2 separate regions of the Gossypium hirsutum genome follow, and region 1 is linked to region 2. Evidence: chromatin contacts called from public Hi-C data. All regions are on one chromosome and are shown on one strand. Each heading gives the region's core, a stretch centred on a gene start, on an enhancer-like site or on the middle of the called end of the contact. The rest is flanking DNA. Distances are from core to core; before and after follow the strand shown. Region 1 holds the start of LOC121210912 (protein LATE ELONGATED HYPOCOTYL). Region 2 has its middle 5.5 kb from the start of LOC121210911.

The links. A called contact is a pair of places that touch in the nucleus more often than the background predicts.
Region 1: a Hi-C map of leaf shows a contact between it and region 2, with 2.6 times the contacts expected there. The contact joins the promoter of LOC121210912 here to the enhancer-like site in region 2. A contact is called at or near these places in 8 of 34 Hi-C or Micro-C datasets (anther, callus, leaf and 1 more).

What each region holds. Positions count from the first base shown.
Region 1 is chrA12:83,108,165-83,112,186 of Gossypium_hirsutum_v2.1, reverse strand. LOC121210912 (protein LATE ELONGATED HYPOCOTYL) reads left to right here and starts at 2,656. Exons shown (of 11, transcript XM_041082880.1): 1 at 2,656-3,151; 2 at 3,230-3,302; 3 at 3,415-3,440; 4 at 3,708-3,870; 5 at 3,963-4,022. The coding sequence starts at 3,832.
Region 2 is chrA12:82,977,241-82,981,755 of Gossypium_hirsutum_v2.1, reverse strand. No RefSeq gene overlaps it. Among protein-coding and RNA genes, the nearest start is that of LOC121210911, 5.5 kb to the right of the region's middle. Within about 2 kb of position 3,180, at least 9 of the 9 cell types and tissues checked have an H3K27ac peak or open chromatin away from gene starts, as enhancers often do. A contact at or near this core is called in leaf, where this site is marked.

The DNA.
Region 1 (4,022 bases), core at 1,407-3,906, 130 kb before region 2:
ATTTAGCCTGGACTGGTAATCCCGACAATACTCTATGAGTTTATATTACAAGGGATTTAGCCTGGACTGGTAATCCCACTGTAAGGATGAGGTTCGCGGGAGTGTGCTCTCTGATATGAAATGTGTAAAACCATGGTTGAAAGATACCATGGCAGCCTGATATGAAATGTGTAAGACCATGGTTGAAAGATACCATGGCAACCTGATATGAAATGTGTAAGGCCATGGTTGAAAGATACCATGGCAGCCTGATATGAAATGTGTAAGGCCATGGTTGAAAGATACCATGGCAACCTGATATGAAATGTGTAAGACCATGGTTGAAAGATACCATGGCAACGTGATATGAAATGAACAAGACCATGGTTGAAAGATACCATGGCAACATGACAGAAAATGAGTAAGACCATAGTTGAAAGACACTATGGCATCATGTCAAAGATAAATAAGACCGTGGATGGGAGACGCTCTAACATCTGTTGAACAATTGATATTCAGGTAATATGTATCAGATGACGAATGGTTATATGAAATAATTATGAAGATAGATAAACGAAATAAGTATAAGTACATGGAATATAATTTATGTTAAGTTTGATATAAGCTATTACCGGAATAAATATACATAAAATATATGGAAATGATGGAGTATGAAATATTGATATAATGAAATGAATGATATATGCTTATGAAGAAACGGTAAGAGCATGATATGTTTCATGACATGTACATATATGATTATCTTTGATATGTTGATACAAGGAAATTATGTAAGTTGAGACTATTATTAAACTCAAGTGCGATATGTCGAGAAAATAGATATATCAATGTTGAATTTATATGAGATATGTGCAAGTATACTAACAATGTTGCTGTTTGATGCTTATACAAGTGTCAAACTGTTGATTGAATGGTAATATATTTATTTATATGATGCATTGAATCGGTAAGTATTTAAATTTTTTTAGTGATCTGTAAATGGTAGTAATGCTCTGAAACCCTGTTCTGGCAGTGGATACGGGTTAGGGGTGTTACAATCAACATCAATTTTTCTCTTTTATTAATAGATGATACGCATTAAGTGATTATTTGCATCTTATAGAATATATGGATTCATATAAATGAATATTATTTTAAAGGATATGATGTTAATCCTTAAGTGTAATCAACAGGGTTTGAAATCTTCAAGGACTATGAAATATAGGTGTTTGAGGACAAGAAATGGAAGAATGCTACGGAGAGGTATTTTCGAATACAACAGAGCAAATCAATTAGATCGAATGTTCCTCATGGTACTATATCGGGAATTGCTTTGGTAGCTTGGAAGAAAGGGACTATCTTCCTCGGAGTGTCTCTAACAATCTTTAATATTCAATGAATAAAATTTACAAGTTTTTGTAGCACATTACATGAGGTTACCACTAAGCAAGCTATTTTATTCGTAATAAGAGAAGCAATGATTGAGGCAAAGAGGTTTGGATTCACTATTGGTATCTTTGCACCTAACATGAAAGCTTTATGCAAGAGTTTTGAGCAGGATGTAAGGTCCATCGATTGGAGGCTCCAACCATTAGCGGAGGACATCAAGGCACTTGAATAAGAATAATGCTATATCATTACAATAAATAGGGGCGTTGTTTTAAAATGAGCTTAGTCTGATTATTATTAATGGCAAAACATGATACATCATTTTTTTAAATGAAGTTTAGAGAATATTGATGGAGTTTACTCTTATCTTAAAAAGATAAAAAAAAAATAATCATAAAGCAACATTTAGATCTTAAATTTGATAAAATTTTCATCTTGATCCTTCAACTTTTTTTTTTATCCACATTAGTCTTTAAGCTTGATAGTTTTTCTCAATTTGGTTTCTTATCTTAGATCTTGTTAAAGTATAATAATGTGACATTATAAGATTATCTCACATCGCCACATGAATTTCTTTAATTTTTCCTTTTGCATTCTTTAGATATCATATAAAATTTTTAAAATTTTCAAATGACAATGTGACCTAATATTAGAGCGACACGCTAATATACTCTAATGAAATTCAAATTTAGGAATTAAGTTGTAACTCACAAGTTTAATAAAAAAGGTTAAAATATGTCATGTCCCTGTACTCTTTGTAAATTTAAAATTTAGTCTCTTTACTTTCTATATTTCAAAATTTAGGTTCAATTGTTAACATTGTTATAATTTTTTTCGTTAAATTGGCTTATATTACATATTGAAATAAAAAAAAATTCACTTGGTAGCAACTTAACTAAAAAAATAATATTATAATGAACTTGAATTTAACAAATTATTTTAACAATGTTAACAGTAAAACCTGAATTTAAAAATTTGAAAAGTAAAATGACTAAATTCCTAAAAATAAAAGTACAGTAACTAAATTTCAAATCTATAAAAAATACAAGGACTTATGGAAGGGAGCATAGCATATCCCTAGATTTGTTGCAACCCTAAAATCTCATCACCTCATACGGTGGCTAATGGTCACAAATCCGGGGCTTTTAACACCAAAGCTACCCCTGTAACCGACACGTACCGGTTGCCCACGCCAACGAATTGCGTAAACGTTGACGGCAGGAACCATGTGGTATACCAAATGGCGCTTTTACTAATTTAACACCAAGACCATTGGGAGCTTGTGGCTGATATTTGAAGATGAAGGTAGGAAACAAGAAGGGCAAAAAGAAAAAAAGATAAAAAAAATAAGGGAAAAAGTGCAACGGTGGGCTTTTAGTTGAATCAGCCACTAAATTATTGCCACTTGGCAACATCTAATGTATCTTACCGTTCATTCTTTTATAGCCTCACATAATTTTCTGCCCAATTTTTGTAATTTTCCAAAAAATAAATCCTCATGAAATTGTAGTGGCTGAGATTTCTCCTTTTGTTTCTTCCCCATACTGTAGTTTCTGGTGTTTTTTCAGTTTATCACCAGAAAATAAGCTTGCTTTCACTTTTTTTTGGGTTTATTCAAGTTCTTTTCTCCCAAAAAAGACTACTTTTAATTTTTCCAATTCTGTTGATTCCGATCTTGTCATTGCCGGAAACTATGAGCTCTCCGGCTGGTTTCCGGTGAACCCATTTTTGATACGTGATCGTTGCTTCCATTGTTGTCATCTTCCATGGTTATCTCTTTAAGGTATTTACACTTCATTTCTAGGGCCTTCCTTAAAGGCTTTGCTAAGCTGAGTTTGGAAGTTGTGTTCTTTATATGCAGCTGAGTAGAGAAACGAAAGAAAAGTGATTGAATTTGAATCCTTTTGTTTTTTTTCTCGGCGACCAAACAGAAGGTGAAGAATTATTATTGGCTGTCAATAGATAGATTGGATGTGGAACAGTGGAAGTGTGTTGTTGATTACTAATTAAAGTTTCTTTTTTTTTTCGTATCATTTTCTATTAAAGGTTTTGGCGTCTACGGGTTCGTTTTGGTGAGAATTTTCTTTTAAGTTCTTTGGAAGAAGCCGTCTCTTCTCTTTGTTACGGTGGATACTTAATTTTTATTTATTTTATTTTAATTTTTCCAGAGATTTAGCATTCACCCCAAATTTTTATTAAGTAAATATTTTTATTAAATGATGAGAAATTAATATTAATTTAATTGGAATAAAAATACAAACAGAGACGGATCTCCATCGATTTGTTGTTGTTGTTCTTTTGTGTTTTTTCTTTTTGCAGTATTAAATAGCATTCATCAGGTTTTGTGGAGCTCAAAAACGGCATTACTATTTGTCGTATTGGATGTTGGAAGAAATGAAAGGAGGTTTGTGATATACTCTTTGCTTGTTAGAGAGGATTTGAAGCAGCGGTGACGCTGTTTCAATGGACACATACTCCTCTGGTGAAGAACTAGTTATTAAGGTAAACTCTTCTCTTAAATGAAGCTTTGTAAAAAAATGGGGGTTTGTGTTTGTTATAATTTGGACCATTGAATTTTGTATGTTAAATGATAGACTAGGAAGCCTTATACTATTACGAAACAACGTGAAAGATGGAGCGAGGAAGAGCATAAT
Region 2 (4,515 bases), core at 1,931-4,430:
GATTGATTATGATTAAACAAAGATCCAGATTAATCGAGATTGAGATCATAACTGGTAATAATGTTGATCAATGGGTTTTTACACAATGAGTAGAAATTTTTACAATAAAAAAAAAGTTCAAGTCAAGCATTTTAAAATATTGGAGTTTTCTGTAACACATGACTAGTCGTATGTTGCTGCATCAATAATAACATTTGAAAACATTGAGGACTGGGTTTTAACAAAATTTAAGAACTAATTGATAGGTTTGGGTCCAAACTAAAAAAATAAGCTTAATTTTTCCAATGCCTAATCTGAATAAAAATGTTAAAACTCAATTTTGATTTGATCTGCTCATATTGAAAAAAAAAATTTATATAAAAAATTTTAAAATATAATACATCAAATATACTAAAAATATTAAAATAAATGTTTCTCAATAAATTTTAAAAAAAAGTTTTTATACTTAAATAACACTAAGGTAAGTGCAACTTAACAAACAAATATCTCTAAAATAGTAGCAAAATTAACAATAAAACAAATGTTATACAATATCCAAACATTAACAACAAAATAGTAACAATATAATAGTGAAATAGTAGCAAAACAATGGTAAAAATTGGGAAAACAATAGCAACAATAAGGTTTTTTAATTGTAAATTCAGGTCGAGCCAAGCTAGACTCCAAGAAAAATACCTTGTCTGAGATCTGACCTATTTTCTAAACAAACCTTATTTTTTATCCAAACTCTTTCACTTTTCGAATAAATCGATTCATGATAAACTCTAATCATGATAAGCACAGTAAAAAAATGTTGTTTACACAAATTTCTATAAGTTTTGAATACATTATTTCATAAAAACAAACTTTAATTCTTTTTTCCTTCTATTCAATTTAAATTTTTTTAGTGGAAATATTGTTACTTTATCTTTTTAAAAACACAAATTAGAAAATATACATTCACGCTATAATAATTGAGATTGATACTAAATTTGTCTATCCCACAGTAATGGTACATGATACATCATATAAATATTAAACTGTCCACATTTTTTGTAATGTTTATATATATTATTTAATTTTCTCCAATATATTTTTTTCTAATTATCGTTGTCGAGACCATTTTTAAATTGAGTTTTGGAAAATGAGAATCGACTTTAAGAAAAACAAAAACTAGAGTCGCCACTAATCTTTTTAGATGTGATTGGATCACCTCTAAAACATTTCGTTTTAAAATCGTTAGTTTTGGTCTACGAAATCAGAAGATGGGTTCGGGAGCCGGTTACGTACGAGGAAGGATTAACACCCTCGTAACGCCCAAAAATTGGTACCTAATTGATTATCAAGTGTCTTTAATGTCGGAAATTTGAAATTTTAAGATGTAATCCTCTTTAAAATATTTTGATTTTTGTAAATTGGAGTTCACTCGTATCAAAGTATTGACACTAAGTTAGCTTTTGGAAATCCCTATCTCGAAGTAACAAAACGCTACATTCAGTAAGTTAGGACATATTACTTTGCAATTCCAAGACAGTTGCTCACATTTTGAAAACCGTCAAAACTTAGAAGGGTACTTGATTATTCGAACTCAACGAGAAAAGTTGCAACCCAATAAGTTAGGGCACTACTTTCTCGAAATTTCCAAACACTAAGCATTACCTTTATATTTTTTGAAAACTTTAGAGCCTTGTTTTTTTTTAAAATGATGCGTGGGGAATTGTATTGTGTTATAAATCATACATAATAACATATTATTGTAATAGGTAAATAATACATGTATTTAAACAAAATGATGGCAATAATATAAAAATCGTGCATTAGATACATACATATAAAAATAATATATATACATAGCAAATATTAACAATATACATACAAAGATATATATATATATATATAACATGTATTGAGAATGAATAAACAAAACGTACAAACATACAAAGTAATAATTAAATAATGCATGACATACAAAAAAGAGTAATACAATATCAATGTACATGTTCATGAAATGTAATATCAAATAATAAATATAAAATAACATATAACACATGATATATGCAATACATATATAAAAAAAATGAAATGAGTTATTGTTAATAAAATATACATATAACACAAATAAAGACATAATATTTAATAATAATCTTAAAATAATATTTGCTATATAATATATAAAACATAATAACAAAATATTAGTAAAAGAATAATAATTATATATAAAATATATTGGGTTTAAAAAATATATATAAAATATAAGTATGTAAAAGAATTTATAAAATAACACATAATATAAAAATATCATTTTAAAAAAATACATAATAAATAAATAATTAATAATTTAATAAGAGTTAAAAATATAATTTAATTTACAAATTTCAGAATTTTAAATAATGTAATGAATGATATAAATATAAATAATATAATAGATAACATAAAAAAATAAGTAATATAAAAATACAATAAATGTTATATAATGAAATATAATTTGAATATATAGGAAATAAGAAATATAATATATATACTATAAAATAACGAAAATATATATGTAAGAAAAATATATAAATAATTAATAAATATATAATATAAAAATAATGATGTAAAATAATAATAATTTGTGAAAAATAATATATAATAAATAATAATATAATAAAATCGTATTATAATGTATAATGTAAAAGTAAGGTAAAAAAAAACAAATAACAATATATAAATATATATATAAAAAATAAATATAGGACTAAATTTAAAAGTTCAGCAAATTATGGGGCGAATTTAAAAGAAATAAAACTGAATTAGGGCCTTCATTAAAACACGCACAAAACAAAAGGGACTCATTGGGAAAATTTCCCTATTCCCAAAACGACTGCGTTTTAAACTTAGACTTAATGTAGCTACTTCAGGGATTAAATCACAACTGAGACAAAACATTAGGGTTAAATCATAAATAAAATAAAACTTAATCGCAAACACAAAAAAGGTGGAGGGACTGATTGGGTAATTAACCCAATTCTAAAAAAAGCCGGATCCTCCCTGGGTAATCGGGTCAACGCGCAGATCCTATGGCTTAATACGACACTGTTTTGAGCTTATTAAATTAAGTAGAAACGACGTCGTTTCAAAGAGGCTATATAATCCAATTTCGCAGCTTAAAAAATCATTTTAACACCAGCCCTAAAAAAAATCTTGAAATGCTCTGCAGAAGGGGAGGAGAGAGGTCCCAATCCTGGCCTCCGGCCACGGTGCAGTGCTTGCACACGCGCCTCACGCGCCATCGTACACGGTGGTCTGAAGGCTTAAAAACCTTTGCCCTTCCACAGGTGACCTCTTTTCCCTTAGATCCTTACTTGTATATGATAAAACAATTCATATATGTTCAAAATAAAGCACGAGATATGCGATTAAATCACCTTTTGAGAGACTGTTGGTATTTTTTTTTGAATGAATGTCTGTGAGTATATTTCTTTCTTCCCCAAAAAAGAAGGGTCCCCTTACACCGTTTTAATTCGGACTTTTATAGCCACTACTGTTATTACATAAACTGGGAAAGAAATCGAAGATTTCTTTCCATTTCTTGTCTGTTGTATCTACCATATCTTTGATTGTGATCTGCTGAAATCCTTTTATTTTAGTTTCCTTTTTTTGTTTTGTTCGTATCTGCTGTGTTTCCTTTTCTTGCAGGTGACTTGCAAAGATTTCGGTGGTGACGAAGGCTTGACGATGGTCCACTGGTGGCGGTGATCTCGGCGTGACTCAGAGCCTTAGGATTGTGGCCTTGCTGGAGAGTAGCTGGAACGACGCGTCTGTTGGGATGGCTTCTGGAATCTTCTACTTGCGGCGCGAGGAGAAAGAGAGGCAGAAACCCTAGGGTTTCATGCCTCGGTGTAACGGTTTGGGCCAGTTGGGCCACTTTAGTCTTGGGTCCATTTAGGTCTGTTGTAATGGGCCTTAAGAGTAAGATTTTAGAAATGGGCCAGTAATGTAACGGGTTTGGGTCTGCTGAGTTGTAACCGGGCATAAGGTTTAGGCCAATTGATTTTGGGTCTACTGGTTGGTGGGCCAATGTAAATGGACTTTTAAAATATTTATTTGGTTTACAGCCCGGTCAAATTTGGGCTACTACAATCGTGATCACAATTTTAACGATATATTTTTTAAATACCATTACCATGAATCATATTACTAATCATAATAAATGTAAACATTGTTAAAATATTAAATTTAGATATCAGCTTATAGTCGAAGTTGCCGGTCATATTGCAATGCTTTGTTTGTACTATTCGATGGGATGACAGATCATATCGTTGCACAGTTGTTTAATTCATCATAATTCATTTACTGAAGTATTTTTAAATTAATTCTATATTTCACTTAAAACATTCGTATATTCACAATTTCTTTTCGATTGGTATAGACATTATTGCTAATGTAGGAGAACGTGGGTTCGAGTGTGTTAAAGTATATTATCTTCCTATTTAAAGGTTGAAGAGGAACTATGAATAATTCTAGGCATTGTATTGAAACTAGTTTAATACTAAA